Linked DNA regions of Sus scrofa: all the other regions are linked to region 1. The links are chromatin contacts, called in public Hi-C and promoter capture Hi-C maps. All regions are on one chromosome and are shown on one strand. Each heading gives the region's core, a stretch centred on a gene start, on an enhancer-like site or on the middle of the called end of the contact. The rest is flanking DNA. Distances are from core to core; before and after follow the strand shown.

Evidence for each region. Promoter capture Hi-C pulls out the DNA fragments that hold promoters and counts their contacts. Hi-C and Micro-C count contacts between places; a contact is called where the count stands out from the background.
Region 2: a contact with region 1 is called in a promoter capture Hi-C map of liver, with 5 times the contacts expected there. The contact joins the promoter of MYBL1 here to the promoter of COPS5 in region 1. A contact is called at or near these places in 2 of 5 promoter capture datasets (fetal liver and liver), 3 of 47 Hi-C or Micro-C datasets (embryonic fibroblasts, fetal heart ventricle and liver) and 2 of 2 datasets of contacts at active chromatin or transcription factors (alveolar macrophages and skeletal muscle).
Region 3: a contact with region 1 is called in a Hi-C map of liver, with 10 times the contacts expected there. The contact joins the promoter of VCPIP1 here to the promoter of COPS5 in region 1. A contact is called at or near these places in 2 of 5 promoter capture datasets (fetal liver and liver), 8 of 47 Hi-C or Micro-C datasets (embryonic fibroblasts, epiblast stem cells, heart right ventricle and 2 more) and 2 of 2 datasets of contacts at active chromatin or transcription factors (alveolar macrophages and skeletal muscle).
Region 4: a Hi-C map of liver shows a contact between it and region 1, with 7 times the contacts expected there. The contact joins the enhancer-like site here to the promoter of COPS5 in region 1. A contact is called at or near these places in 1 of 5 promoter capture datasets (liver) and 7 of 47 Hi-C or Micro-C datasets (embryonic fibroblasts, fetal heart ventricle, fibroblasts and 3 more).

The regions. Positions count from the first base shown.
Region 1 is chr4:67,738,177-67,745,767 of Sscrofa11.1, forward strand. It overlaps COPS5 (COP9 signalosome subunit 5), which reads left to right and starts at 2,640. Exons shown (of 8, transcript NM_001105300.1): 1 at 2,640-2,830; 2 at 5,003-5,237; 3 at 6,806-6,934. The coding sequence starts at 2,688. All of the region lies in intron 3 of CSPP1 (centrosome and spindle pole-associated protein 1), which reads right to left.
Region 2 is chr4:68,117,200-68,124,790 of Sscrofa11.1, forward strand. It overlaps MYBL1 (myb-related protein A), which reads left to right and starts at 2,879. Exons shown (of 16, transcript XM_021089286.1): 1 at 2,879-3,314. The coding sequence starts at 3,295. It overlaps LOC106510063 (a long non-coding RNA gene), which reads right to left and starts at 2,582. Exons shown (of 2, transcript XR_001308193.2): 1 at 2,242-2,582; 2 at 1,838-2,154.
Region 3 is chr4:68,069,334-68,076,924 of Sscrofa11.1, forward strand. It overlaps VCPIP1 (deubiquitinating protein VCIP135), which reads left to right and starts at 4,070. Exons shown (of 3, transcript XM_003355045.4): 1 at 4,070-7,080. The coding sequence starts at 4,368. LOC100521447 (serine/threonine-protein kinase Sgk3) reads right to left here and starts at 3,759. Exons shown (of 17, transcript XM_021089284.1): 1 at 3,615-3,759.
Region 4 is chr4:68,038,377-68,045,967 of Sscrofa11.1, forward strand. All of the region lies in intron 1 of LOC100521447 (serine/threonine-protein kinase Sgk3), which reads right to left. It overlaps LOC106510061 (a long non-coding RNA gene), which reads left to right. Exons shown (of 4, transcript XR_002343276.1): 3 at 1,897-1,974. Among named protein-coding and RNA genes, the nearest start is that of VCPIP1, 31 kb to the right of the region's middle. Within about 2 kb of position 3,450, at least 5 of the 83 cell types and tissues checked have an H3K27ac peak or open chromatin away from gene starts, as enhancers often do. A contact at or near this core is called in liver, where this site is marked.

The DNA.
Region 1 (7,591 bases), core at 1,390-3,889:
TAGCCGAGCAGCAAGAGCAGCGATGGGGACGGAAGGCACGAGAGCGGAGGCACAGCAGGTCGCTGCGCACCGTGGGTGGCGGCCTCTTTAGGAAGCGTCAACCCGTTGTCAGGCAACCGGGTCTCAACAGCACCGGAGGCGGCGGCTGTAGTAGCGGCCCTGGAGTCCAGACCCCGTAACCAAGGCACCGCCCCTGGGCCGGCCTGGCAACAGCTAGACCCTCACCTCCGGGAAACCAGGCACCGCCCCCTAACCAGGCTGCCGCGAGACCCCGACCCGGCCCCCCGCCCTGTAGCCGCAAAACTGCAGCGCCGTAACTCGGGCACCGCCCCTAGCCCGGCGGCCGCGAGACCTCAGTCGCCAGAGAACCCCTGTCCCCAAGCCCGGTAACCGCGGCACCGACACCAAGCTGGCCGCCGCGAGACCTCCGCCCCAGGGAGCCCCTGCCCTCGCCCCGGGGCCTCGAACCCAGCCCCGGGACGCCCCCCACTCCGGCCACACCCTGCCCGGCCCGCTCCCACCCCCGGCCGACGCTCGCTTACTCAGGAAAGCAGGCGCTCGTCCGGGAAGTCGCACAGCGCTCCGGTGAAGCTCTTCACGCTGCGAAGCAGTGGCGGCGGTCGCCCAGCGCGGGAACAGGGGCACAGGCCGCCCGGCCCGGGCTCCGCCTCTCGGGCCGAACCCTCCGCCCGCCTTTTGCCAACGGCCAAACGCGGCCCCGCCCCCACTATGGCCGCGGGGCAAGGCCACGCGGTGGGGGCGCCCCCTGTCGCCCCGGAGGCCGCATACACGCCCGGCAATTCGCAGGGCTCGCCTGCACCTGGAGGGGTACTCAGCCACCTGGTTCCCCCGCTCCGCCTGAGTACTATTAAACTGTAGGAGCCCCTTCCCAAAGCGAAATTGATTCTGTCTCCTCCAGTCGGCCTAAGGGTCAAAGCCTAGGGGTGGGGTGGGGGAGTGGATAAGGTTGGTAGTGAGAGAAAACTTGTTGGCACACCTTTCCAGGGCATTATCGTTCTCCCAGGAATGTGGTCAACGTTTTGTCCTAGGCTTCTATTATTAATTTCAACATATGCAGTACACCCCAAAACTTAGTGGCCATATGCTACCACTAGAAAAGAGATATCTAGATTCCCGGGACAGTGGAACTAAGTGACCTTTATCTTGTTAGTTTGTACGAGGGCTTGAAAGATAAATTTTCTTCAAATGGAATTTAATGTCAAAACCACAGGCGGAGTTGTGGATTCCATAATACTAATGTTGTCTTAACTAAATGTCACACAGCTTTCTAGGAGTGGAGGATACAGCTCAGAACCAAGTGCCCTGCACTCTGAAACTGAGAGTGAAAAGAAAAACTTCCAGGTAAACAAATACATTATTTCCTTGCACTGTAACAGTTATGCAAGCACCTACAGGCATTTAGAGACACGGCAGAAGGATTACTGGAGAGAGAAAAGTTAAGAAGGATTGCGTGGCAGAGAGCTCTGAGCTGTGTTTTTAAATGTAAGTTTAAACTCCCAGTCCGAAAAGTCAGGGGAGAGCTTTTCAGGCAATGCTAGCCACCTTATGCAAAGTTTCAGGGTAACTAAAGAAAGATGAAACTGGAGAGGTGAATTGTGATGCCCCCCCTCCCCTTTTCCCCCAGGGGGAAAAAAATTGAACATCTATGGTAGACATTGAGGATACAACAAGGAGCACACCTGGTCCCTGTGTTTTGGAACTTAGAATCTAATGCGGGGGGGGGGGGAGAATAACTAAAACAAGCAAATAATGAAATAATTAAATACCGTTTGAACTCTTGGATGACAACCAATACTCCCCCTAGATTAATTCAGTCTCGGAGCAGAGTTAGTTCCACAGAGCAATGCAGAAGATTAAACTGTAAACTATTATAGCAACTGGGTACTGGACATTTTCGGGACATTAATAGCGCCTAGAGATGTTAATTTTTACAAACACACCAAGGCATGACCGTAGCCATCCACGAGTTTCCACAGCTTCATATGATCGCTAGAGAACGCCCAAGAGAAGCTTAGTGCCCAACCACGAGCCCATAGGATTTTACACATGTGCGGTGATTCATCTGAAAGTAAACTAGGATGTCATGTATTCTCTCAAAGCCAGCATTCAGAACTATTTATCTCAATTTTTCCAGACATCCTTTTTTTTTTTTAAGTCTTTCAACAAACTTACTGCATTTAAAGTACCTGCACCTACATAAAAACAATTCTTTCTCCCATCCCCGTTTAAGGATCTATTTTTAATATGGCGGAGGCCGAGCCTGCGCAGTACGAACAAGGAAGGTCAATTCGTTTTCTGGCATAACGTTACATGCCCTTCTTCCGGTGCGGAAGGCTATACCATTCCTTACATAAACGCTGTTTTTGTCTTAATTCACACATATAATTTTCCAAGATAATATGTCTTCATTTAATCCACAAGGAGATTCCTCTGTCTCTAACTATTGTGTAACTGCTGTTTACACCGTCGCGTTCCGGAAGGACCCCCGCCATCCTCGAATGGTCGGTACCAACTTCACCTCCGGTTCTAGGTGTCATGGCTGCCTCGAGAGTCTAGTACCAGTTTGCACCTGCGGTGGGGTGGGTCTGAAGCCCACACCCGGAAACCTAGCGAGGTTGAAGTTGCGTCTTGGTTGTAGGGGCAACAACTTCTCCGAATCCTCTGCGATGGCGGCTTCTGGGAGTGGTATGGCCCAGAAAACGTGGGAATTAGCCAACAACATGCAGGAAGCCCAGAGTATCGATGAAATCTACAAATACGACAAAAAACAGCAGCAAGAAATCCTGGCGGCGAAACCCTGGACTAAGGAGTGAGGAGGTCCCTGGCGAAATGCTGGGGAGGGAAGGGTGGCGGGAGTTTAAGAGACCCAGTAGGGGTGGGAGCTGAAGCGGGGACTGGGCTTGTCTTTTCTTGTGCAGGGAAGAGGAAGAGTAAGCGTCTGAGAATTTTTGCTTTGCCTTTTTATCCGCGCAAGTTGAGCGTAAGTCCCTCCTTTGGGGCTCGCTTGACTCCCCTTTCTGTCTCTTTAACCCGTTTGCCTCGGGAGAATGGAAAAGGAAAACGGCAAGCGGTGATTTGGGCTTTTACTCCTCAACACCCATACCGTCACGTATGCTACACACTCTGCCTTGAATCCTGTGTCGGTATACACTTTGTTGGGACTTGCAGCAGATCTTAGACTGGAGACTGTAGCTGTCTTCAGAAATTGAGCCAGCCCAACGGTCTTTAATTAAAAGCCATCGTTTAGATCTGTAATTGTTTTTCGATTGCTGGTAATTATTTTAGAAACACCGCGAGGTTCTACTTAGTCTCCCAAAATGTTAGCAAGTTCACATAAGCTACAAATTAAATCAATAGAGTTCTTTGCCATTTAGCAAAACAGCTGTGTCCCTGAGAGTGATGACAGATCGAGGATTCTTTCCCACAGCATTTATCCTTTCCTGAGAGCAGATATTGTTAGAGATAGAGTTAAAAGAGCACCGTCTCTAACAGAGAGATAGATGGGAAAGCGGTGGTCAACAACAAAAACCATGCTTCATCTGTCCCACAAGGCAAGCTTTAATTGTCATTATTCAGATTCAGCAATGTTTATTGAGTACTTACTAAGGACTGAGCACTGAGTTGGTTTGCCTCACCTGCTCTTTCTATAGCAGGCTGTGCATTTTAGGTTGATAGAGCCTATTAAATATTTGGAAACTATTAGCCTCGCTGTGTGATTGTATCTCTAGTTATATACAACCTAGCTGTCTTGAGCCACATCAGTGAGACCAAAATGTAATTTTATTCAACAGTAGTTTAGTCACAACCACAGATGAAAAACTTAAACAGTGATCATAGCAGAACTAAAGATAAGGCTACATTTTCCATTTTGAGGCTGATACCACAGAAAGAAGCCACAGCCCTCAACAGACTTCTTTGAGAGTTCTGTAAAAGATAGGTTGATAATGCTAACAACAGCTAGCATTTAAAAAGTTTTAGTATGTGTCAGGCACTAGGCTAAGTACCTTATATACATTATTTCATTTACTTCATTTCCTCCTAGCAACAGCCCTGTGAAATATCCCTATTTATAGATAAGGAAACAGGCACAGAATTAAGTGAATGTCTCAAGGTCACAGCTAGGACATGGTAGTGCAAGGATGCAAAGGTAGGCAGATGGATGTCAGAGCCCACATTTTTTTGGAGGGGGCACACCCATGGCATACGGAAGTTCCTGGGCTAGGGGTGGAATCAGAGCTACAGCTGCCATTCTACACCATAGCCTCAGCAACACCAGATCTGAGCCACATCTTCGATCACACCTACTGTGGTGATCATTCCACAGTATATGTAGTACATCATGGCAATGCCAGATCCTTAACCCACTGGGCGAGGCCAAAAATCGAACCCACATCCTCATAGATATTAGTCAAGTTTGTTACCACTGAGCTGCAATAGGAACTCCAGAGCCCACATTCTTAACTGTTAGGCCAAAACGTTAGGGCCTGAGAATAATGAGGTAAATCCATCCAACCAGTCAGAAACCAAAATTTGGCACAACCTTGTAAATCAACTCTAAATTTAAAAAGATTTGGTGATACCAAAATTAATGGAGAAAAAGTCTACTGAAGTGGTCATGTAAGAATAGCATATTAAAAAACTTTTTCAGAAGTTCTCTGGTGGCTCAGCAGATTAAGGATCCAGCATTGTCACTGCTGTGCCTTGGGTTCAATCCCTGGCCCAGAAACATCTGCATACTATGGGTGTGGCCAAAATAAATGCCCACTATTTCATAGTGTTCCCTTTCCCCAGTGGGAAATACCTTGCAAGGTTATGATGTGTTTCCATCTCCCTTTTCTACTTCCTCCTTCTTTCCATTCTACACTCTTCCTCCCCATTCTATCAGTGTTAATTCCCTCAATGCTTGTTAATCTCCACAAAAACTGTCTTGAAATTCTACTTTATGTAAGAAAGTTAATTACACCATGCTTTTGTTTTGTAGTCACCATTACTTTAAGTACTGCAAAATCTCAGCATTGGCTCTGCTGAAAATGGTGATGCATGCCAGATCAGGAGGCAACTTGGAAGTGATGGGCTTGATGCTGGGAAAGGTGGATGGTGAAACCATGATCATTATGGACAGTTTTGCTTTGCCTGTAGAGGGCACTGAAACCCGAGTAAATGCTCAGGCTGCTGCATATGAGTACATGGCTGCATACATAGAAAATGCCAAACAGGTAAAAATATTGTTCCTTAAAATTTGGTAACTGCAAGTTAAGAGTCTCATGGTGACTTTTTGAGTTTCTAAACTTGAAACTATTCTCTTTACATAAAAATTTATATTTTAAGTTATTCTCATCTATATATAAGATTAGCATGATTTTTTTAAATAAATTCTCATTCAAGAGAGTAAATCATCAAAGTTCTCATCATAAGAAAAAAAATGTGAAAAAAAAAATTTTAAAGGAGTTCCCATTGTGGCACAGTGGTTAACCAATTCAACTAGGAACCTTGAGGTTGGGGGTTTGGTCCCTGGCCTTGCTCAGTGGGTTAAGGATCCAGCATTGCCGTGAGCTGTGGTGTAGGTTGCAGACACGGCTTGGATCCCACGTTGCTGTGGCTGTGGCATAGGCCGGCAGCTACAGCTCCGATTAGACCCCTAGCCTGGGAACCTCCATATGCCTCCGGAGCGGCCCAAGAAATGGTAAAAGAAAAAAGAAAAAAAATGTGTAACTATGTATGGTGATAGATGTTAACTACATTTACTGTGGTGATCATTCTACAGTATATACATATATTGACTCATGTTATACATCTGAACTACTATCTAAATTATATCTCAATTTTAAAAAATTTTAATTCTCACATACATTATGTGTGTGCATTTAAAACCAAAAGTTTGGTGACAACCTAAATGTACTTAAATATCAAACTGATTAAATAAATTATGTTCTGGAGTTCCCGTCGTGGCGCAGTGGTTAACGAATCCGACTAGGAACCATGAGGTTGCGGGTTCGGTCCCTGCCCTTGCTCAGTGGGTTAACGATCCGGCGTTGCCGTGAGCTGTGGTGTAGGTTGCAGACGCGGCTCGGATCCTGCGTTGCTGTGGCTCTGGTGTAGGCCGGTGGCCACGGCTCCGATTGGACCCCTAGCCTGGGAACCTCCATATGCCGCGGGAGCGGCCCAAGAAATAGCAACAACAACAACAACAAAAGACAAATAAATTATGTTCTATCTATACAATGAACTGCTGGCCAACCTTAAAAAAAAAAATTTAAAAATAGTTACCAGGAGTTCCTGGGTGCCATAGCAGTTATGGAGCCGGCATCATCACTGCTATGACTTGAGTCTGATTTCTAGCCTGAGAACTTCTGCATGCCACAAGCACAGTCAAAAAAGAAAAATTACTTGTGTATCTAATCTATATGAAACAAACCCCAGTATATTTTGTTGGGTGAAAAAGCGAAGTGTAGAACACTGTATGTGGTATGCCATTGTGTGTGTTTTTATTACTCTACATATATGCAAAGAATATATATTCTGTATGCACAGAATAGGTCTGTAAGATAGGTATGTAAGCTGCTGCCTATAGTGGGAACATCTGGGCTGAGAAACTAGTTAAGGAAAAGGAGGTGGGAAGGAAACTGAATAACCTTATTGTACATGTCTCTTATTAACTGTGTGCCTTGGGCATGTATTATCTAAAAAACCTGTTATTTTACTATCAGGCTATGTAAATAGGCAAATCATGAGCTTCTCTATGATTAAATAGGCACCTCAAGCTCCTTTGCTCTCCATTTGTTAGGTTGGCCGCCTTGAAAATGCAATTGGCTGGTATCATAGCCACCCTGGCTATGGCTGCTGGCTTTCTGGGATTGATGTTAGTACTCAGATGCTCAATCAGCAGTTCCAAGAACCATTCGTAGCAGTGGTAGTAAGTATTTTTACAACCAGTTTTAATTGATTTTCATGAAGCTGTCCTAAAGCAGGTGTACAGAGAAATAAAAACAGTGTGGTAAAGAGCAAGGCTCTGGTGTTAGTCTGCCTAGGTTTAAATCTGAATTCCACCTCTTTGAAGCTGGGACATTGAACAAGTTACTTAACCTCTCCGTGTCTCTTCCCTCACTCTTTAAGATGAGGGTGTTCACAGCACCCTCATGTCTCAGTTCCCTGTACATAATTGGCATTCTGACTGACTGAATTGATTAAATCAGGAATTGCTAGGCAGCTCTTGCTGTGCTCAGAGTGTTTTAGATGCAATCCAGGTTACTATGAAGAAGGTAGAAATTGTTCATCTATTAAAAGAAAAAAACTTTTGAAAAATAGGTGAGCAAAGCTTTAGTTAATGCTCTTAAACAGTATAACTATAAGACCTAATATATATAATGTAGACCTAATTTCTACATTAACTATGAGATTTCTATATTAATCACTTTATTGAACTTCTATGGTTTTTTAATTTGTTTATTTTTTCCCTATTATTGGTTATTTTCATTTGTGTCTGTGTGCATACACATATAGTGTTTTATGCACATATGTATGTCTTGGCTTACAGTGTTTAAAACAAATGGAAGTATACAGTGATTTTATA
Region 2 (7,591 bases), core at 1,629-4,128, 380 kb after region 1:
AGCTTTTGGTGATTACAAATAAAGCCACTATAAACATCTGTTTTCCAAAGTGGCTGTTTCATTTGCATTCCTACTAGCAATGTAACAAAGTTATATTTGCTCAGCATCTTCATCTTCACTAACACGTGTATAGTCTCCTTCCCCATTCTAATAACTGTGTACTAGTAGCACCTTGTTGTGGTTTTACTTTGCATTTCTCTAGTGATTAATGATGTGAAACATCTTTTCATGCTACTTATTTGCCATTTGTATTTTTTTTTTTTTTTGAAAAAGTGTCTGCACTAATCTGGTGTCTTTTTTTTTTTTTTTTAAAGGGCCGCACCCGTGGCATATGAAGGGTCCCAGGCTAGGGGTGAAATCAGAGCTATAGCCACCGGCCTACACCACAGCTATAGCAATACCAGATCCAAGCTGCATCTGTGACCTACACCATAGCTCATGGCAACCCCAGATCCTTAACCCACTGAACAAGGTCAGGGATCAAACCCTTATCCTCATGAATACTAGTGGCTTCTTAACCCGCTGAGCCACAGAGGGAATTCCTGTCCTTTACTTTTTTTGCTTCTTTTTTTCTCATTATTGAGTTTTTTTTTTTTTTGGTGTGTGTGTGTGTCTTATATTTCTTTTTTTTTTTTTTTACTCAAATGAATTTATCACATCTGTAGTTGTATAATGATCATAACAATCTAATTTCACAGGATTTCCATCCCACAGCCCAGGCACATCCCCCCACCCCCCAAAATGTCTCCTCCAGAGACCATAAGTTTTTCAATGTCTGTGAGTCAGCATCTGTTCTGCAAAGAAGTTGTCTGTCCTTTTCTCAGATTCCACATGTCAGTGAAAGCATTTGATGTTGGTGTCTCATTGTATGGCTGACTTCACTTAGCTTGATAGTTTCTAGGTCCATCCACGTTGCTAAAAATGCTGGTATTTTATATTTCTTTTTAATATTGCATTGTGTATATGTACCACATCTTCTGGATCCACTCCTCTGTTGATGGACAGTTAGGTTGTTTCCATGTCTTGGCTATTGTAAATAGTGCTGCAATGAACATTGGCGTACATGTGTCTTTGCGAGTCGTGGTTTTCTCTGGATAGATGCCCAGGAGTGGGATTGCTGGATCAAATGGTAGTTCTATGTTTAGTTTTCTGAGGAATCTCCATACTGCTTTCCACAGTGGTTGCACCCATTTACAATCTCACCAAACTCATTATTAAGTTTTGAGAATTCTTTATATACTCTGAATAAAAATTCTTTATTAAACATTTTGATTTAACCGCCCCCCCCCAGTGTCAGGTTATATTTGAGTATGTGTACTGAAATAACTGTGAGCCACTTTAATTCCACATTTTGTCTTTTTATAACTAGTTTAAATGAATTTGTAATGTTATCTTTCTGAGGAGTTATGTTTACCTTTAAAGTGAGGGGAATTTAGTTTGCTGTCAAAATCTAAAATACCTGTCTTCAAGCTCTAAAAAGGTATTCTGTATAAAACTGACTGTAGCCTAAATATAGCAGAAAGACGGTTTCCTTTTAGGATGTAAATAAGCAGAGTATTAAGACCTAGGAGTATATAAGAAAACTATTTTCAAACGACATTACTTTCTAAATTAGGGTTTTTTTTTTTTAAATGAATTAGCAACACAATAAAGAATGATTTGAAAGAAAAGCTGTTTTACCGTCCCAGAAACCTAACTTGAGAAAAAGGAAGTATTAAAAGGCAGGTGTTTTAAGTTTTGAAAGTAGTACATGCAAGCGCCTCTTAATTCACATTTGCACCTGCATCTTTGATTTGCAAAAATTGATGCGTAAAATTTCAAAATAGCAAAATGTAAGTTTTGTTACATTAACATGTGGTTTTGTGCTCTATGCAGTAGAGCATGTTACCTTGCAAATTTGGATCCTTTAGCATTTCTAATCATTACTGTAATTAATCTACTTTAATAAGAGTTAAACTGAGCAGTTCGTACTTGTAACTGCTAGAAGCTCCTCCCCAGCAGTTCCTTACTCCTCCCCTCTCTCCTGCGAAGGAAGATAACCTTCTCCTGTTGACTACCGCGCTCGGTTATCTGCGCGTAATTCCCAGTCCATTCCTGTCTTCCCGCATTCTTCTCCGGGATCACGGCTCCTTCACTGCGCACCGCAGTTATTTCCTGCAGAACCGGGTAGTGGATTAAGCTCTTTGAAGACCAGCCGCAGACCCTGTTTTTTTCCCTTTTCCATTCCAAGCACGTGTCTACCTGAAAACTTTTTCCACCTGTCACACTCTTGCTCGGTCTTGATGTTCAGTTTCCTGCTACAGAATCTTGACTACCAAGTTTGGGCCAAAAGAGCTCTCATTTTTGCTTAAACAATAACGGCCGCGCAAATTTTATAGTTAGATTTGTCTCAAATCCGAAGACCGCGCCTCCTAACAGGAGGGATGCACCCCAGGAGTGAGCAGCTGTGGCCGAGAGAAGGGTGCGGGGACAATCCCTGACAGGACAGCTCAACCCCCAGGGACAACAGTGCCGCATCCCGTTAAATTTGGGCTCAGGCCGCGTTTCCGGCCAGATAGCCTCTCCGCGAGCCTGGAACTTGCTTTCCCAGTAGGCCCCGCGCGGCCTTCGGCGCCCCGCCCCCTCGCGGTGCGGCGCTGGGCGCGCTCCGGGTCCTGTCATAGCTAGACCCGCGAGCCCCGCCTGCGGCCCCACCCCCTCGCTCCCAGCTCCTTCCCCCGCTCCCGCGAGTTCCAGTCCCGGCTTCCAGCTCCCCAGCCCCGCCCTCAGTCGCGCGCGCTCTCCCGGCCCCGCCCTCGTTCCCCCGCGTGCCGCCGCCACAGCCAATGAGGTTCCGGGCCGCGTGCGCAGATTCAAACGGCGGCTCTTGAGGGAGGCTGGGCGCGAGATTCGGCGGTGCGGACAAAACCCTGCAGGAGGCTGCGAGCCCTGCAGAGCGGCTCGCTGCGGGGAGAGGGCGGGGGTCGGCTCCCGCGGCGGAGCCGCGCTGGGACCGCGGCAAGGAGGTTGAGAGGCAGGGGGAGCGGCCAGCGGAGGGCAGGAGCGCGCCTGCTGACATGTTGGGGGTATCCCTGACCGGGCCAGGCCGGGGCTAGGAGCGGCGCTGCGGGCCGGGGGCGGGTCTCGGTCCGCCCCTCCGTCCTGCTCTGCCGGGAACTTGAGTTCCGCACTCGGTCGCCTCGGAGCGTGAGCGAGTGAAGCGGCGGGAGGGTTGGGGAGAAGGAGCATTCGCCTGAGGCTGGAGGAGGCTGAACTGCGTCCCCGCCCAGCCTGCGCCTATGCGGTACTTGAAGGATGGCGAAGAGGTCGCGCAGGTGGGTGACATCCCCTTCTCCAGGCCTGTCGGCACAGTCTCGGCTCAGATCATCCTGCCTTTCCCGCCGCTTCCCCACCAGGCCCTGCCTAGCCCGGGCCGAGGTTATCCTGCCCGCTGCTCCACAGCCGCTTCGGCACGCTGGCCGGAGCGCAGCTGTGACGTGTGGAGAGTCGGGGACCGGTGTGTTTAAGACTCACGAAGTGAGCAACAGATGCCCGGGTTGCTTCCTTGAGTCCCTTCTCCCCCCCCAGCGCACGTCCGGACCCACAATCTCTCGCGGCAAGTTCTTGGTGGGAGTTTCTTGGCAGGTAAGTCTGTGTGCTTTCAGGGAGTCCGCTCCTCTGGTGAGGCTGGGGTACTGACCTGGCCGGACGACCTCAAAGTGGCATTCAGAGGGCCTCTTTTTCTCTGAATTACTGGACCTGTTAAAAATAGGAACTCTTGTGTTAAATATAGGTGGGGACCCCTCGGCCATCTCTGCCACCTTGAAAGGTATGGAAATCCTCTGAGGAATCATGAGTAGAGAGGCTCTTTTTGATGTTTTCTGTAATTACCATCCTCATGGTTTTAGTGTTATGTGTATATATATATATATATATATGTATTTAATATCCTCTACTGGGAGATGTCACACTGTTACCGCCAGTAGCTTGATCTTAAAATAAAACAATGTGTTTGATTCACTTAATATTTTGTGTGTCTACGGAAGTGTTGCACAGAGACAGGACATGGCTTTTGTTGGAAACTTGCTAGATTGAACTTATGCATGTCATCTTTGTTAATATGTCACTACAGTAGCTACTCCTAAATTGTGTGTAGTAATCACTTAGATGACAAAAAACTAGGGCCCTTTTTGTCAGGATTATTAAATAAACATGAAGAGAAGTTTGACAGGATTTCCAAATGGTTTTTATTTACCTAGATCCATAGCCTCAAAGTCTTAACTGGAAGTGTATTTCCTAAATTGAATTTTAATGCTAGATTTATTCATTGCAGATCTCCATTAAAAATTGGCAATAATTGCACATAATATTTGTGGCTTTATTCATTTGTTAAGCATCTATATGCAAGGCATTTTGGCAGAAATCAGCACAGAATATAATCAAGTCCTTGTTAGATTATTATTTTGTAGCAGCTAGGGAATAGATCAGACTCTTGAGGTGCCACAGGTGTACCCACACCCGCATGCACCTCTAGAAGAGGGTTCTCAACCTAGGCATTGTTGATACTTTGGATTAGATAATTCTTTGTATTGGGGAGGGGGGCTATCCTGTGGTTTGTATATCTAGCAGCACCTCTGGTCTTTATCCGATTCATACAATTCTTTGTATTGGGGAGGGGGGCTGTCTTGTGGTTTGTAGAATGTCTAGCAGCACCTCTGGCCTCTCTCCGATACGTGCCAGTAACACCCCACTTCCCCCAAGTGTGACAATTGAAAATATCTCCAGACGTTACCAAATAACTGTTGGTTGGGCAAAATCACCCAGGTGAGAATCACTGCTCTATAACGTCAAGACCCAATTAACTTCTCAGTCTTCAGAAAAGATAGTAAAAAGCTCCTGTATCTGTAATTACTGAGGTACCAGTTTAGGCCTTTATAAAAGCTTTTTTTTAAAAAAAAATTAAACCTTTATTAAGCCCAGTGAAAAGTGAATATGTCAACTCAATAACAGAAGTTTGTTTATATTCAGTGTGTGACATTATCTACTTACCAGTGTTGATTTTAATCTTATTTGAAGGAGTTTTTTGGCTAATGCTGTCATCAGGAGTTAGTTATGGTTAGATATGGATGCTTGAATGCCTTCTCCAGTCAGTTTTCTGTCCCTAATTTGTGTATGCTTCATAATAATAGGCTAAGAAAGAAATTGATTAATTTGCTTGTGTAAATTATTTTGTTGATAACTCTGTGAGCTTTGACTTCTTTAATTGTACTGTTGACTTTTCCTCTCAGCTCTAAAAATTAATTGAAATGTATTATAGAAATGTTGAAAGGGTCATAAGTTTGGAGTAATTAAATGCAGTTGGCTTGAAGCTACACTCCCTGTGGCAGTATGCAGGTAGAGGATGTGAGGAGAAATTATCACCTCTGAATGGTGTATTTCTTAGGGTCTTTTCATACTTGAATGTGTTTTGTGCTCTAATTTATATTTCTTATGTATGTAAATATGATTTATTTATCTTAGAAAATAATAGGAAGTGAAAATTTTGAAGGATAAATGATTTATTGGGCAAAGTCTAGTCTTATGCCTTTAACCAAATATCTTAGGAGTAAATGTGAACTTAATTTGTAGTTGAATGAAAAAGGGCATAATTCAGGCACTTTAAGATCTTCACTTATACAGTCATTTAAATATTTGATTGAAAAGTATACTTTCCTGTGTAAAAGTTTTGCATAAAACTGCAGGCATAAATCCTGTAATACACCTTTCCTGTATGATCTTGAAAAAAAAAAAAAAAAAAAAGTGGGGGGTAATACACTGTTAACCTCAGGTTGAAACAACTGGAGGATGTTAGCTCTTTTGATCTTTAAGATAACTGTAGTATCTCTGATCTGGATTTACATAAAGGAAAAGGTGTATTTTGTCTTGTGACTTTAAGCAGTTTTAGATCCCACTGGAGCTTTTAATGATATAATTTACAAGCAATGCTAAAATGGGTGTATTTGTTATTAATATGTATTTAATTTTTAACCATATTTATGTATTAAGTAATTAATTTTAGGTCTTAAAAGCCAGTTCCACTCATAAAAATAAGCTTTAAAAAATATCATTTTGAAGCTAAAAGGTCTATTTAAGCAGTAACAGATTCAGTTATTTACATTTGAGATGACTGGTGGTTACCCTAAACTGGAAAGATAGAAGCCAGCTCTTGCATTGAAAGATGTTTTTCACTGGTGCATGTGTGTGCATAGGAAACAATTTTACAGTGTTGTTTCTAACAAGATGGGTGTTGTGGGTGAAAAAATACTGACATAAGAGCTGATTTTTTAAAATCAGCTTTGTCATTAACTAGCAATATTGTTTTAGGAAAGCAAGTAAACGCTATGTCCCAGTTTTTTGTCTGTTAACATAAGGAGTTTGAATTTTGTGGTCTGTAAGGTACCTTCTAGCTTTAATATATTTCCTATTTTGAACTCTTTTGTAATCGTCTTTCCTCATTAAAAAATATACACACACTAATGGAATAAAATAGAAATGGTTTCTCATTGTTTTTGTTTATGGTTAGCTAGCTAGAACTCCTTTAAGTATTTATTTCATTATTGCTCTTAATGGTCAGATGAAGTTGAATTTGTCTTACTATAATGATGCCAGTTTGCAGTCCAGATTTGGAAATGAAATATATATGCAGTACACCATGTTAACCACTGGGTGGCCTGATTTCACTTTATTAAACTGATAAATTTTCAAACCTTGAATTTGATTGAACTTTCAAAAATGCACAATTATCCTGTGAAGACATTATAGAAAAGTTGTATTTTTGAATGTGGTGAAAAAATTCAGACTTTATGCAGCCTTATTTAAAATATTATCAAGTTGAAGTGATTTTGAGGAGCAAATTTTATAGAACTGCTGATATTTCTTTAATTTCAAACTGGTGGTTTCTTTTCAAATAAAAGTAAATTTTAAAAAATTTCAGATTCTTCCTTTGGCTACTTCATTTTACTCTTTTTAGGTAGAATTATTGGTGTCCTTTAAAATTGAATTTCTCTCAAATGTTTTTATCTTAATATCACAAAGTGTGAATAGTTTGTGTATTATTTCACAGGGAAAGTTATGACTATCACATCCTATTAGCTGACACTCTGGTGTAAAATTACCCGTAACCATTTTCCTGGCCTAATGAGTCATAGTATTTGTGTGTGTGCGTGCATGTGCGCTTCATTTTGCTGTTTCATAATCACCCTAATCACTTTGTTCATTCATAATCTACAAAACTTTTTGTATACTACTTAGGTTATATATTAGAGAGTTATAGAATAAATATTTCCTTTGACTTAATAAAACTGGCCAAATGATTCTGGAAACAAAGTTCTGGATGGAGATTCAGAGACCAAATTCCTCTTCTATTTTTGCTTTGTGACTGGAGAAATAATTCACCTATTTTTACTGTTTTTTAGATTAGTCACCCTAGGCTAGAAATGGTTTATCTATTTATGGATAGATAGTAGAAAGTTGATTTTATTTGACCATTAGACATTACCAGCGTTGATTGCTACAGAAATACTAAAAGATGATATAAAAAGAAGAAAAATAAAGAAAAACAAAGCAAATAAAA
Region 3 (7,591 bases), core at 2,820-5,319, 330 kb after region 1:
AATGGGTTTCAGTTTTATTTTTTACTTTTATTTTATTTTTATTTTTTTGTCTTTTCTAGGGCCGATCCCGTGGCATATGGAGGTTCCCAGGCTAGGGGTCCAATCGGAGATGTAGCTGCCGGCCTACGCCACAGCCACAGCAACGCGGGATCTGAGCCGTGTCTGTGACCTACACCACAGCTCACAGAAATGCCAGATCCTTAACCCACTGAATGAGGCCAGGGATCGAACCCACATCCTCACGGTTACTAGTCGGGTTTGTTAACCACTGAGCCATGACGGGAACTCCAGGTTTCAGTTTTAAATTAATTTTGACAATTCAGATACAAATGATGCTGGGGTGATGATGGTAGAAGAAGTAGGTATCATAACAGCTAACACTAGGTGCCTAGCTCATTTTCCCCATCTGGAATACTGAGGCAAGAATAAGAACTATTATCTATCCCACAAAGATTGTGTGAAGGTTATTAGGCAATTAAGGTCATGGGACTAGGGAGAAGAGGAAGAACATGTGCATGTCACATAAGCAGGTAAGAAGCTTTAAGCACTTCTATGGCCTTATAGAAAATAGAATGCCACATTTTATCCTAACAAAAAATCTTCTTTTTCTTACTTTATAGGCATCCATGCCTAAGTGCCTGTAAAGAATTAATTCACATATTGAATTTGGCCTGGTTAATATCATTGCCTCTTTATATTAGCTTTCTTACCTTCTGAACTTGGCATCTATAGACTCATTAAACAAATGACTTTGAGGTTAAACAATCTAATTCCAGAAATGCTTGAAAACTCACTTCCTCTCCCTCCACCCATTAACTATGCTTTATACCAGGGCATTTCTATTTTTTTTTTCCTCAAAAGTATATAATCTCTAAAAGTAGGAGTACTATAGTGTCAAATGGGTTTAAGTATCAAATTTAATTTGGGAAGAATGTTTCCAATTCATCCAGGTTCCAGAGATGAATGCTGGACCAGTCAGATAGATTGTGCCTGACAAGCCAGAGAAAGACTACTCATTTCTTCAGTAGGATGGAAAGTATTTATTTTATGAAGGTATGATACAGAATGACATATTCAGATGCAATTTAAAAAATCCATTTCACTGTTCATATGTATCATCAATAAGGAAAATTTGCCTTGGTGATGTTAACATGAAAGTGCATAATAGGAGTTCCCACTGTGGTGCAGTCAGTTAAGAAGAGTCAGTTAAGACGCTGATACAGGAGTTCCTGTTGTGGCTCAGTGGTTAACGAATCCGACTAGGAACCATGAGGTTGTGGGTTCGATCCCTGGCCTTGCTCAGTGGGTTAAGGATTCGGCATTGCCGTGAGCTGTGGTGTAGGTTGCAGACACAGCTCAGATCCCGCGCTGCTGTGGCTCTGGCATAGGCCAGTGGCTACAGCTCCGATTCGACCCCTAGCCTGGGAACCTCTATATGCCACCAGTGCGGCCCTAGAAAAGACCAAAAAAAAAGAGAGAGAGAAAGAAGCTGATACAGTGGCTCCAGTCACTGCAGGGGCAATTGATCCCCAGCCTGGCATAGTGGGTTAAAGGATCCGGCGCAGCTGCGGCTCAGATTCAGTCCCTGGCCAAGGAACTTCCATATGCCATGGGTACGACCATTAAAAAAAAAAAAAAAAGTTCATGACAGTGTTAGAATTGCACACTGCTGTTATTCTTCCCATGGTCTGAGGCTTTCATAATGAGAAAAATACATTTTCACCGAAGGTGTAACTTCTCAGTCACAGTAGAAAATAATTTCCACTTAAAGGGCATATCTAATTTCTCAATTTATAAAAGTCAGTTCTAAGACCACGTGTGAAGTTACCACCAAACTACTGTCAGATTAGAAATAAATTTTCCTGCATGAAATTATCCCCTTCAAAATAAGTAACATTACCTATCTTGTACGAAGGTAATATTATTTTTGCATGGGCCAGGTAGAATTGTGCAAGAAAATAATATTTGAAGGATTTCTCTTTGAAAAATGTCAGCTCTTTAGAAGAAAATCATAGACAATAATTAGGTGAAAGTCAGTACTAACATCCTTTAGGAGTGTTATTTTACAGATGGTTAATTTTGAAGGATCAAATTCTATTTACTCAAAAACCTAATAAGGAGTTCCCATCGTGGCGCAGTGGTTAATGAATCCAACTAGGAACCATGGGGTTGCGGGTTCGATCCCTGCCCTTGCTTAGTGGGTTAACAATCCAGCGTTGCCATGAGCTGTGGTGTAGGTCGCAGATGCGGCTCAGATCCAGCGTTGCTGTGGCTCTGGTGTAGGCTGGCAGCTACAGCTCCGATTAGACCCCTAGCCTGGGAACCTCCATATGCCGCGGGAGCGGCCAAAAGAAATGGCAAAAAGACAAAAAAAAAAAAAAAAAACCTAATAAGATAAACTGTTCCCTTGGCAACTACAAAATTTGAGTGGCCTCAGGGACTGCACTGATGTATCTATTTTGTGCCAAATGTTTCAGAAATTTTGAGGCAGTTCACTTATCTAAAGTCTCAGAAAGCAAGAATTTTCAGAATGATAACTGAAGGGGCTGGCTGTACAATATTAAGATAATACTAGCTTTCAATTAACATATGAATGTGTTTTGCATGAAGAGGCAGTTACCCAGCACACAAGTAATAAAACAGGTCTGTGGCCCCCCTCAAGGTAAACATTCCTACAGCCCCATTAAACGGAAACCCTGAGACCTAACTAAAGGTCTGAGCTTAAGAACTCTTTTTTTTCTCTTGCAGGAATAAATGTAAAAAGCCCTTGCTGGCTCTGAGATAGCCTGCTGATTTGACTTTGGACAAGCCATTTAACTCCTTTTGGTCTGTTTCCAGACCCAATATCTTTTGGTAAAGGTATTACAGGTGTGAGGATGAAATAATATATGTGAATGTAAACTATAAATAGTATCCATAAGTTAGTTACTATTTTATATAGTACTGTCCTAAGCTTTCCTATGTCCTGGTCTGTAAAATGGGAACAGATCTAGGTCTGAATGCCTGTGAACTTGAGCAAGTCATTTCCTTTCTGGACGTGTTTCCTAACAAGGTTATTATTATATTATGAAGATCAAATGATATCGTGTATGTAAATGCTGTGACAGGCATATATCAAGAACACAATAAATGATAGCTGTTATGACTCTGCGAGTAGGACTGGAAGACACAAACAATATCTATAGTTATTGTACATATGTATATTATTGTATGTATATTATACATACATATATGTATATTTAAATATGTACATATAAAATATGTATATTGGTAAAGGGCTTAGGTATATTTAAACTCTATACACATCCAAGGTATTGTTATCTGTACTGCAAACTGCAAAGACGTACACGGAACGAGGAAACAAATGGCGCCTCAGTGACCCTCTTTCCCAGAGAGTAGAAAAAAGGCAGACAACGGGGCTGAAGAGCCTCAGTGGCTTGTAACAGAGATAGGAATGAGAAGAGAGGAGTGTAACAACAAAAAAAAACCTGGAGAAACACTCCGAGAATTAATACACCATTCCCACCCTTTTCCTCTCGTGACCTCCAGCCTAGACTAGACCATTTCATTTAACTTCCCAGCCCGCCATGTCGCTGGACATTTATTTACTGTACCTTCTTCACTGAGTGGCTTTCATTCCCCTCCCCTTCTAGGAGTCTTGAACTTCAGACCCTCGGCTTCCGAGACCCATTCCCTTTAACTCTGTTTTTAACCAAGTTTCCCTGTATCCTCCCCTCCGTCTAAGGGGGAAGTGAGGCTGGTCGCACCGCAGGGCATCCTGGGAAATGTGGTCTCTCATACTCATTTTGCTTGGGCCCCAAAGTGAGGAAGACGACAAAAGAGATACAGTAAAAACTACAACTCCCGGCAGGCAACGTGAGTGACAGTCTTCCTTTCTGTCCCCGTTCCGATAGCCTTCCTCTTCCTCCTCTCCGCGGGCGCTGAAACGCTTACCCTCACGGTATTTGTAGTTCTTCGCGGCCCTAAGATCCTACCTCTTGAGGGCTAGGAGAAGGCTGAAAAACTCTAATTCCCAGAGGGTAGAGCGGCAGCTGCGCCTGCGCAGTCTCAGCGAGGGCGTGTATGTCTGTGTGTCTGAGGGAGAGAGAGCGAGAGTGAGTGAGTGTGAGTGCGGGGTAGGGTGGTGGCCGTTACGTTCGGGGCAACGGCTACGGCAGTGGAGAAGTAAAAAGAGAAACAACGTCCAGCGCTTCCGCCTTCGCTTAGGAGGAGGAGGAGGAGCTGGTAGGGAAAGGAAAGTGATTCGCCCTGGGCCTGGACTAGACCGAGTCGGGCCGGCGGGGGTCTGGGCTATGAGCCTTTGAGGGTCGCTTGGGTCGCGGAGCGAGACTCGAGAACCGAGAGCGATGTCTCAGCCGCCGCCGCCGCCTCCGCTGCCGCCGCCGCCTCCTCCCCCAGAGGCTCCGCAGACTCCGCCGTCCCTGGCGGCGGCGGCGGCGGCTGCTCCGGGGGGGCTCTCGAAGCGGAGAGACCGGAGAATCCTCTCCGGGAGCTGCCCGGATCCGAAGTGCCAGGCGCGCCTGTTCTTCCCGGCCTCTGGTTCTGTCAGCATCGAGTGTACCGAGTGCGGACAGCGGCACGAGCAGCAACAGCTGCTGGGGGTGGAGGAGGTGACTGACCCGGACGTAGTGCTACACAACCTGCTGCGGAACGCGCTCCTCGGGGTGACAGGGGCACCCAAGAAGAACACGGAACTGGTAAAGGTGATGGGCCTTTCCAACTACCACTGCAAATTGTTGTCGCCCATATTAGCTCGCTACGGAATGGACAAGCAGACAGGCCGGGCTAAACTGCTCCGGGATATGAACCAGGGCGAACTGTTCGATTGCGCTTTACTGGGTGACCGCGCCTTCCTCATCGAACCGGAGCATGTGAATACGGTGGGATATGGCAAGGACCGCTCCGGAAGCCTCTTGTATTTGCATGACACTCTTGAGGACATCAAGCGGGCCAATAAAAGTCAGGAATGCCTCATTCCAGTGCATGTGGATGGGGATGGACACTGCCTGGTGCATGCTGTGTCCCGGGCTCTGGTAGGCCGGGAGCTCTTCTGGCATGCCTTGCGAGAGAATCTTAAACAGCACTTCCAGCAGCACCTGGCCCGATATCAAGCCCTGTTCCACGACTTCATTGATGCCGCTGAGTGGGAGGACATTATCAATGAGTGTGACCCTCTGTTTGTACCACCTGAGGGTGTTCCCTTGGGCCTGAGGAACATCCACATATTTGGTCTTGCCAATGTGTTACATCGCCCTATTATTCTGTTAGATTCTCTCAGTGGCATGAGAAGCTCTGGGGATTATTCTGCCACCTTTCTGCCAGGGCTCATCCCCGCAGAGAAGTGCACTGGGAGAGATGGTCATTTGAACAAACCAATCTGTATTGCATGGAGTAGCTCTGGTAGAAACCATTATATCCCCTTGGTAGGCATAAAAGGGGCTGCTTTGCCTAAACTGCCTATGAATTTGCTTCCTAAAGCATGGGGTGTACCTCAGGACCTTATTAAGAAGTACATCAAACTTGAGGAGGATGGTGGTTGTGTTATTGGAGGAGACAGAAGTTTGCAAGATAAATACTTACTTAGGCTTGTTGCTGCTATGGAAGAAGTCTTTATGGACAAACACGGTATCCATCCTAGTTTGGTGGCTGACGTCCACCAGTATTTCTACAGGAGGACGGGGGTGATAGGAGTTCAGCCTGAAGAAGTCACAGCAGCTGCTAAAAAAGCAGTAATGGATAATCGCCTTCACAAATGTTTGCTCTGTGGTGCCCTTTCTGAACTTCATGTTCCTCCAGAGTGGTTGGCTCCAGGAGGGAAACTGTATAACCTGGCAAAAAGTACTCATGGACAGCTGAGGCCTGACAAAAATTATAGCTTTCCCTTGAACAATTTGGTTTGCTCATATGATTCAGTGAAAGATGTTCTGGTACCAGACTATGGATTGAGTAATCTAACAGCCTGTAATTGGTGCCATGGCACATCTGTGCGAAGGGTCAGAGGAGATGGGTCTATTGTGTATTTAGATGGGGACAGAACTAATTCTAGGTCCACTGGTGGCAAGTGTGGTTGTGGATTCAAACATTTTTGGGATGGTAAAGAGTATGACAATCTACCAGAAGCCTTTCCTATTACTTTGGAATGGGGTGGAAGAGTGGTCAGAGAAACAGTATATTGGTTCCAGTATGAAAGTGATGCGTCTTTGAACAGTAATGTTTATGATGTTGCGATGAAACTTGTTACCAAGCACTTTCCAGGTGAATTTGGGAGTGAAATCCTGGTTCAGAAAGTTGTCCACACTATATTGCATCAGACTGCCAAAAAGAATCCTGATGATTATACTCCTGTAAATATAGATGGTGCTCATGCCCAAAGAGTTGGAGATGTCCAAGGACAAGAGTCGGAGTCTCAGCTCCCAACTAAAATTATTCTCACTGGACAGAAAACGAAAACTTTGCACAAGGAGGAATTAAACATGAGTAAAACTGAAAGAACTATTCAACAGAATATTACGGAACAGGCTTCTGTAATGCAGAAACGGAAAACAGAGAAGTTAAAACAAGAACAAAAAGGGCAGCCCAGGACTGTTTCTCCCAGTACCGTTCGGGATGGTCCATCCTCTGCACCTGCCACCCCCACCAAGGCTCCCTATTCACCAACAACTTCGAAGGAGAAGAAGATCCGAATAACAACTAATGATGGACGACAGTCCATGGTTACACTTAAATCTTCAACCACCTTTTTTGAACTTCAGGAAAGCATAGCCAGAGAATTCAACATTCCTCCGTATTTACAGTGTATTCGCTATGGCTTTCCTCCTAAAGAGTTAATGCCACCCCAGGCAGGAATGGAAAAGGAGCCAGTTCCTTTACAGCATGGTGACAGAATTACAATAGAGATTCTAAAAAGTAAAGCTGAAGGGGGTCAGTCTGCTGCAGCACACTCGGCCCATGCTGTGAAGACAGAAGAGAGTGCTGTAACTGGCAAACTGTCATCTAAGGAACTACAGGAGCAAGCTGACAAAGAAATGTACTCCTTGTGTCTTTTAGCAACGTTAATGGGTAAGATCAATTTAACTCAGATGGTATTTCTTAATTAAGTTGTGAATGTAGTAGACTGAGTTTTTCTGTTGTCTTTGTGAAGAAAAAAAAATCTGGTCATTGTTAAAACTATCTGATAATATATTTTAGAAGAAAATTATTTCATTTTTTGACAGTGGGTGGATGTTAGTGTGATTCTCTACTGAGTAAATGTTAGGAAAACATGACTAAGAAAGTGAAAGTAGTCCCTGAACTGTCACCAGATTATTTAAATATAACGTATCCTTGTAATTTTTTTTTAATAGGCTTGTAATATGTTGTCCATTTAAAGCCTTTTTTATTTTCATCCCCACCCCCACCCCCGGCTCTCTTGAGCCTGCCCACCTTGCCCTTTTTCATTTATTTTTAAATTTCATTTTCTTGCTTGTCATGTGATTTCAGGACTTCCTGTTTGATGAATTGCAGTTTCTGGTTTTATATGCTCACCGCACTCCCACCCAATAGTCTCTCTCCTCCATTTCCTGTTCTCTCT
Region 4 (7,591 bases), core at 2,200-4,699, 300 kb after region 1:
CAGCCTTGATCTGACCATAGTTCTGCTATCAGCAGCCATGTAACTCTGGGCAAGTTATTTCATATTTCTGTGGTTCAGTTTCTTCATCTATAAAATGGAGATCATCATAGTATCTACTGCACTGGGTTGTACTGAGGGTAAAGTGAGTTTATATATATATATATGTATATATAAATCTGCCATCAAAATAAGCTTTACATAAGCACTAGTTGTTATTATTACTTACAAGCGTAGTTAAAAATCCAGACAAATGATGCATTTTCCTCTGACCAAAAAAACCCAACCAAACAAGAGATCCAAATTTCCCTACTTTTTCTGTGAGTAGAACTTTCAAGGTAAAGTTTTCCCCCTTTAAGTGTACATGTGGGAGTTCCTGTTATGGCGCAGAGGAACCAATCTGACTAGTATCCATAAGGATGCAGGTTCAATCCCTGGCCTCGCTCAGTGGGATAGGGATCTAGTGTTGCCGTGAGCTGTGGTATAGGTTGAAGATTCGGTTGGAATCCCGAGTTGCTGTGGCTGTGGTGTAGGCCAGCAGCTTCAGCTCACATTCGACTCCTAGCCTGGGAACTTCTGCGTGCTGAGGGTATGCCCCTAAAACAAACAAACAAACAAAAACAAACCCATATATTTGTACACATTTTTTGAAAGAAATATTCTGGAGAGAATGTTGTGAAAATGATATTTGAAAGTATGTAATTGTGTTGCAAAAAAAAAAACACCCAGTATGTGTGTCCTCTTAAAACTTATATATATGCACACTTTAAAATTTTGGAAACAATTTTTTTAACTTGTGTAAATATTTTCAAAAAATAGATTTCAGTGGGTCTCAAATTCATCTGTTGAAAAGATAAAATGCAATGCCTTTAAATTTCAGGCAGACCTTGGAGATACTGCGGGTTCTGTTCCAGCCACTATATTAAAGCAAATATTTCAATACAGTGAGTTTGGTTTTCCTGTGCATATAAAATTTATGTTTACACTCTACTATAGTATATTAAATATGCAACATCATTATATCTTTTAAAAAGTATACATACCTTCATTTAAAAGATCCGTTATTGCTAAAAAATACTAACCATCACCTGAACTTTCAATGAGCTATAATCTTTTTGCAACAGGAACATCAAAGATTACAGATCACCATTACAAGAAAAAAAGTTTGAAACATTGCAAACTTTTCAAAATGTGACACAGAGTCACAAAGTAAGCAAATGCTATTGGAAAAATGGTGCCAATAGACATACTCGACACAGGGTTGCAACAGACCGGTTGTAAAAAATGCTGGATCTGCAAAGAGTGACAAATTTAGGCACAATAAAACAAGGTATGCCTATAGTTTGCAAGAATTGTGGATTGATGGCAGGGAAATGGAAATTTACTAGTCAAACTTCAACATAAACCTTTGCAGAACTGGTTGATGAAACAGGAAATGAGCACTTAAATAGATATAGCCAACAATGCCTTTCTTCCATTTAAATCTAAATATCTTTTTGAAATATATTTTTCAGCTATGATAGTTATTAAAACACAGAATGATTAGTCTTGGAACCAGATCTGCGAAGTGCTAAACCAAGATTTTTAAAAAGTAATAATGTGCCAAGCAACAAAACATCAAATGAGGAGTTCCTGTTGTGGCTCAGCAGGTTAAGAACCTACTATCCATGAGGATTTGGGTTTGACCCCTGGCCTGGCCCACTGGGTTGAGGACCTGGAGTTTGCCGCAAGCTGCAACTTAGATCTGGATCTGGCATTGCTATGGCCGTGAAGTAGGCCTGCAGCTGCAGCTCCAATTCAACCCCTGGACAAGGAACTTCCTCATGCTGCAGGTGTGGCCTTAAAAAGAAAAAGAAAAGAATTTACTGCTTTTTGTTCTCTTCCTTCCTTATCCAATAGGCTATTCCTGTGACTAAACTGCACAGTATCACCTGCTTCTCAACTCCTTCCCCTCCTCCAGACCTGGCCTTTACATAGGTAATGATTGGGATTTGAATTTGAAACTGGTCCCTTGTTTTTGTTTTATGATGCACCATGTATAGAAGTTCCTGAGCCAAGGATGGAATCTGAGCTGCAGCTATGACCTAGGATCATTTAATCCACTGGGTGGGGGTGAATTGAGCCTGAGCCTCCACAACGACCTGAGCCACTGAGTTGGATTCTTAACCCACAGTGCCACAGCAGGAACTCCTGAAACTGGCCATTTGAACACCCACTTAGTTTTTATGTAGTTTAAATAAGCCATTCATGACTTATTTTTCTCTTCTAGATATGTGTTAGGTGCTTTTAATGCAATCTTATATAAATATTACTAATTTAGGGGATCCCATTGTGGTACAGCAGAAATGAATCTGACTAGGAACCATGAGGTTTCGGGTTTGATCCCTGGCCTCACTCAGTGGGTTAAGGATCCAGGGTTGCCGTGAGCTGTGGTGTAAGTCACAGACTCTGCTTGAATTCCTTGTTGCTGCGGCCGTGGCGTAGGCCGCCGGCTGAAGCTCCGATTCCACCCCTATCCTGGGAGCCTCCATATGCCACAGGTGTGGCCCTAAAAAGCAAAAAAAAAAAAAAAAAAAATTACTAATTCAACAAACACTTCCTCTGCAAAGCAGTGTGTTAAGACAGAGGGATGATTCAAGATACAAAGATGTACTGTACTTTCAGGGGGGGTTTATATCCTTGATATAACATGAGAAAAATGAGAAAAATACTTCAATTTTTTTCTTCTGCAATGTGGACTGCCTTCACTATTGAATGTATTTCCCAGTATACTGCATTTTAAATTATCTTACCACTTTTGCCTTGTGTAGTTTCTTCAAGCCTAGTACCATCTGTTTGAAAGTTTCACAGGCATGTTATTTGGCTTCAGCTATGCCTTTCAAATTTCATCTCCTTACTTGTAATTTTAACCCATGATTGGGATACGTTTTTTTTTTTTGTTTGTTTGTTTTGTTTTGTTTTACTTTGCATTTTAGGGCCGCACTCACAGCACATGGAGGTTCCCAGGCTAGGGGTCCAATCGGAGCTACAGCTGCCGGCCTACACCATAGCCACAGCAACACAGGATCCGTGCCTTGTCTGTGACCTACACCACAGCTCATGACAAGGCCAGATCCTTAACCTGATGAGCAAAGCCAGGGATCCAACCAGAAACCTCATGGTTCCTAGTCAGATTTGTTTCCATTGAGCCACAAGGAGAACTCCTGGGACACGGTATTTTTAATTGCTACTTATTTGCACTGGAGAACAATCACATGAAAAAGAGGTAGAGGAAAATACTTCTGGAATCTAAGATCACAGAAATTAAAATTGCCTGTATCCTTAAAATGGAATCCTGTACCATTTCCCTAAATAGCAAAAGAATGTGGTGATTTGAGGTATTCAAGGCAAGAAACTGGATCACATGACTTCCTGGGGTCTTGTTTACTTTTAAACTCTGCAAATAAGCAAAGTCCAAAGATCACAGCCTTTGGAAGAACTTATACCCATTTGGCTTTTTAAAAAGCAAGCAGTATTAACAGTTCAGAAACTTTGGGCATGAAAAGTCAAAATTAGTTATGAAAGTCTATGATAATATAAAATTCAATTTAGAAAACTGTAAGCAGCACATAAAGGCAATAAAGAGACAATATCTTTGAGCTTTTTTTTTTTTTTGTCTTTTCTAGGGCCGCACCCACGGCACATGGAAGTTCCCAGGCTAGGGGTCGAAGCTGAGCTGTAGCTGCCTGCCTACGCTGGAGCCATAGCAGCTTGGGATCCGAGCCGAGTCTGTGACTTACACCACAGCTCACGGCAACCCGGGATCCTTACCCTCTGAGCAAGGCCAGGGATCAAACCCGCAACCTCATGGTTCCTAGTTGGATTTGTTAACCACTAAACAATGATGGGAACTCCTGAACTTTTTTTTTTTTTTTTTTTTTTTAATTTTTTGGCCATGCCCACAGCATATGGAAGTTCCCAGGCCAGGGATCAAACCCACACCATGGCAGCAACCCAAGCTGCCACAGTGACAATGCCAGATCCTTAACCCACTGCACCACAAGGGAACTCCCAATACAGTGTAGTTTTAAGGACATGGCTTTAAAGGAAAATGACCTTGGGTTTGAATCTCACTCTTGCTTTCCAGCTCTGAACCCAGGACATTGACTAGCTCCCCAGCCTCAATTTTTTTCATTTGGAAAAGTACTTCCTACTTCATAAAGTTGTTGTGAGGATTAAGAGAAATAATCAGATAATAAGAACACAATATATGGTAAAATTAAAATTTGTATGTATATAGTTGACCCTTGAACAACACGGGGGAATGGTTATTAGAGGCACTGGCTCCTTTCCCCTGATCCCAGCTGAAAATCCGTGGCTAACTTTATTTTTTGTCTTTTTAGGGCTGCACTCTTGGCATATGGGTGTTCCCAGGCTAGGGGTCGAATTGGAGCTGTAGCCTGCCAGCCTCCACCACAGCCAGAGCAAGGTGGGACCTGAGCTGCATCTGCGACCTATACCACAACTCATGGCAATGCGGTATCCTTAACCTGCTGACCAAGGCCAGGGATCAAATCCACGTCCCCATAGTTGCTAGTCGGGTTTGTTAACCACTGAGCCACAACAGGCACTCCAGTTAGTGACTAATTTAAGTCAGCCCTTGTACCCACAGTTCTATATCCATGGATTCAACCAACTGCAAATGATGTAGTACTATAGTATGTACTTATTGAAAAAAAATCTGCACATAAGTGGACCTGCACAGTTTAAACTCATGTTGTTCAAAGGTCAACTATAATATATATAAATTGGATACATATAACACATACCCATTTGGATAGGCAGAAAGATCCCCCAACTTTCCCCCAAAAGGCATATCCTGGTTCCAAGAACCTCTGAATATATTATATTACATGGCAACAAATTAAGGTTACAGAAGGAATTAAGGTTACTAATCAGTTGACCTTAAGATAGGAAGAATGTTCTGGATTTTCTGAGTAGCTCCAATGTAATCCAAGAGTCCTTAAAGTGGAAAAGGGAGGCAGTAGAAGAGTCAGTGAGAGAGGTGTGACTAAGGAAGAATGGTCAGAGAGGTGCAACACTGCTGGCTTTAAAGGTGGAGAAAGGGCTAAGAGCCAGGCAATGTGCATGGCCATTGGAAGCTGGAAAAAGCAAGGAAATCTCACTTCTAGAGCCTCCAAAAAAGAAAGCAGCCCAGCTGACACCATGATTTTGGCCCAGTAACATCAATGTCAGACTTCTAACCTATAGAACTATAAGATAATACACTTTTTTCTTTCTTTCTTTTTCATTTTAGGGCATCGCCTGCAGCATTTGGAAGCTTCCAGGCTAGGGTTTGAATTGGAGTTACAGCTACAGGCCTATGCCATAGCAACACAGGATCCAAGCCATGTCTACTACCTACACCACAGCTCATGGCAACACCAGATCCTTAACCCACTGAGTGAGGCCAGGGATCAAACCCCCATCCTCATGGATACTAGTTGGGTTTGTTACCACTGAGCCACAATGGGAACTCCCCACTTCTCTCATTTTAAGTCTCAGAATTTGTGGTCATTTGTTACAGCAGCAGATAGAAAACAAATTAGGTACTTAGATATATCAAGGAGCCCTACAAAAGTTGGAGGTAAATGTGACCATACAGAGAATTATCCTTTCCCCCCCAGTTTTATAAACCATACTAAGTCACAAACATTTTCATTTTTCTTTATGTAACTAACTGCAAGTCTGATTTACCATAAGATTATCCTCCAAGCAATAGCAGTGCTGTTGGCTAAGAGTTTAACCCATTATGGTTCCTTGATGATAGCTGACAATGACAGGAATCCAAGTTTATTTAAGTACTCCCTAGTTTCTTAGAGCATTGTAAAAATTAGTTACAAGTTGACAATGACATTGAAGTGGTCCTGTCATCTCCTTGAGAGGTGAGGACAGAGGTTGTCAGTGGGGGCAGGCCATACTCACTGAGGGTTTCCTGCTTCTTCTTGGTCCTATCAGAAGCACATTATGTACACATCCCCATTTTACAGATAAGAAATGGAAGTTCAAAGAGGTCAACCAGTAGGAAAGTGACAGAGCTAGGTTCAGTTGAAGCCCACAATCTCTCTAGAGCACCACAGAGCCTCCAATGTCAACAGGTAGTACTGGGTGAAAGGCATCAAGGACCAGGTGTATAAGTTTACAAACTCAGATGCCTAAAGCACCTGGGAGGCACCACAGGTGCGGAGGGTCAGAGGTGAAAGTGAGATGATGAATGGCAGCTGACAGCCAGTCTTGGTGAGGTGCAAGGGGCAGGCATGCCCTCTCTACAGGGACCTTGCACAGCTTCCACAAGCTGAGTGCTGCTGTGTGAGAACAGGGGCCCCATGTTGCCAGCTCGATTCATTTTTCAGTATAATGAATAGCAGTATACATTGTCATGTGCAATGGCATAATTTCAAAATGTTGGAACCAATTCAGGTTCCTTAAAACACTGTGCAGGCCAAATAAGCCACATCTCTTAAGCAAATCTGCCTCAGGGGCTGCCCATTTGAAACCACTGGTGTGATCTTAGGGATCAATACTGACCTAGGAGTGGTCTGAAAGATGTGGAAAGGATTGGACCAGTTTTTTTTTTTTTTTTTTTTGGTCTTTTTAGGGCCACATCCAAGGCATGTGGAGGTACCCAGACTAGGGGTCGAATGGGAGCTGTAGCTACAGGCCTACACCAGAGCCACAGCAACATGGGATCCGAGCTGCATCTGTGCCTACACCACAGCTCATTCAAGCTCATGGCAATGCTGGATCCTTAACCCACTGAGCGAGGCTAGGGATCGAACCTGCATCCTCATGGATGCTAGTTGGGTTAACCTCTGAGCCACAACAGGAACTCTGGATTGGACTAGATTTTTGATTGAGCTCCTTGAGAAAGGACGATGCCCTAATCCAGGAACGAGAGAGGTAGACCTGTCTACCAATAGTTAAAGCAACTCTAAACATATTAACCCACTTCTTTTCATTTATTTTCCTCTTTCCTAATGGAGAAGCACCTTGGGGCAAATCTTTCTTGACAGATATGCTTATCTGCCATAGTTCTGTATGTGATAATTAGTAGCCAGATTATATCAACTATTTTTAGTAGAAAACAGCTTAATAATGCGAATCCAATTTTTATATGTACAAAAAATTGACACATCATAATATATGAGACATAGGAAGAAATGGCATAAGACTTTGAAAATATGTATTCAAAACTGTGCAATAAAAAAATTATAGTTTAAAGGTACTGATACACATTTGGAGTAGAAAACTCTGATTTGAGAATCATGGCTGCAGGAAGCTCTGAGGGATGAGCTAATGGTGGAAACTGCAATTATACTGCAGACAGCAGCTTCACCATCATGAATTTTCTCTGGCAGAGGTCTGCAGCCCCGATGTAGCAGCTGGATTGAACTTGGGTTGGAAAGGGTCAAAAGGTCAACAGAGCAGAGGAAGAGAGCCCAAGTAGAGGGCCAAGCCATTTATGCTAAGAAGAGGAGGTGACAGGCAGAAAGATGGGGCCAAGGACATAGGGACTTCAATAGGTACAGAGTGAAGTTTACAAGAAATTACTATA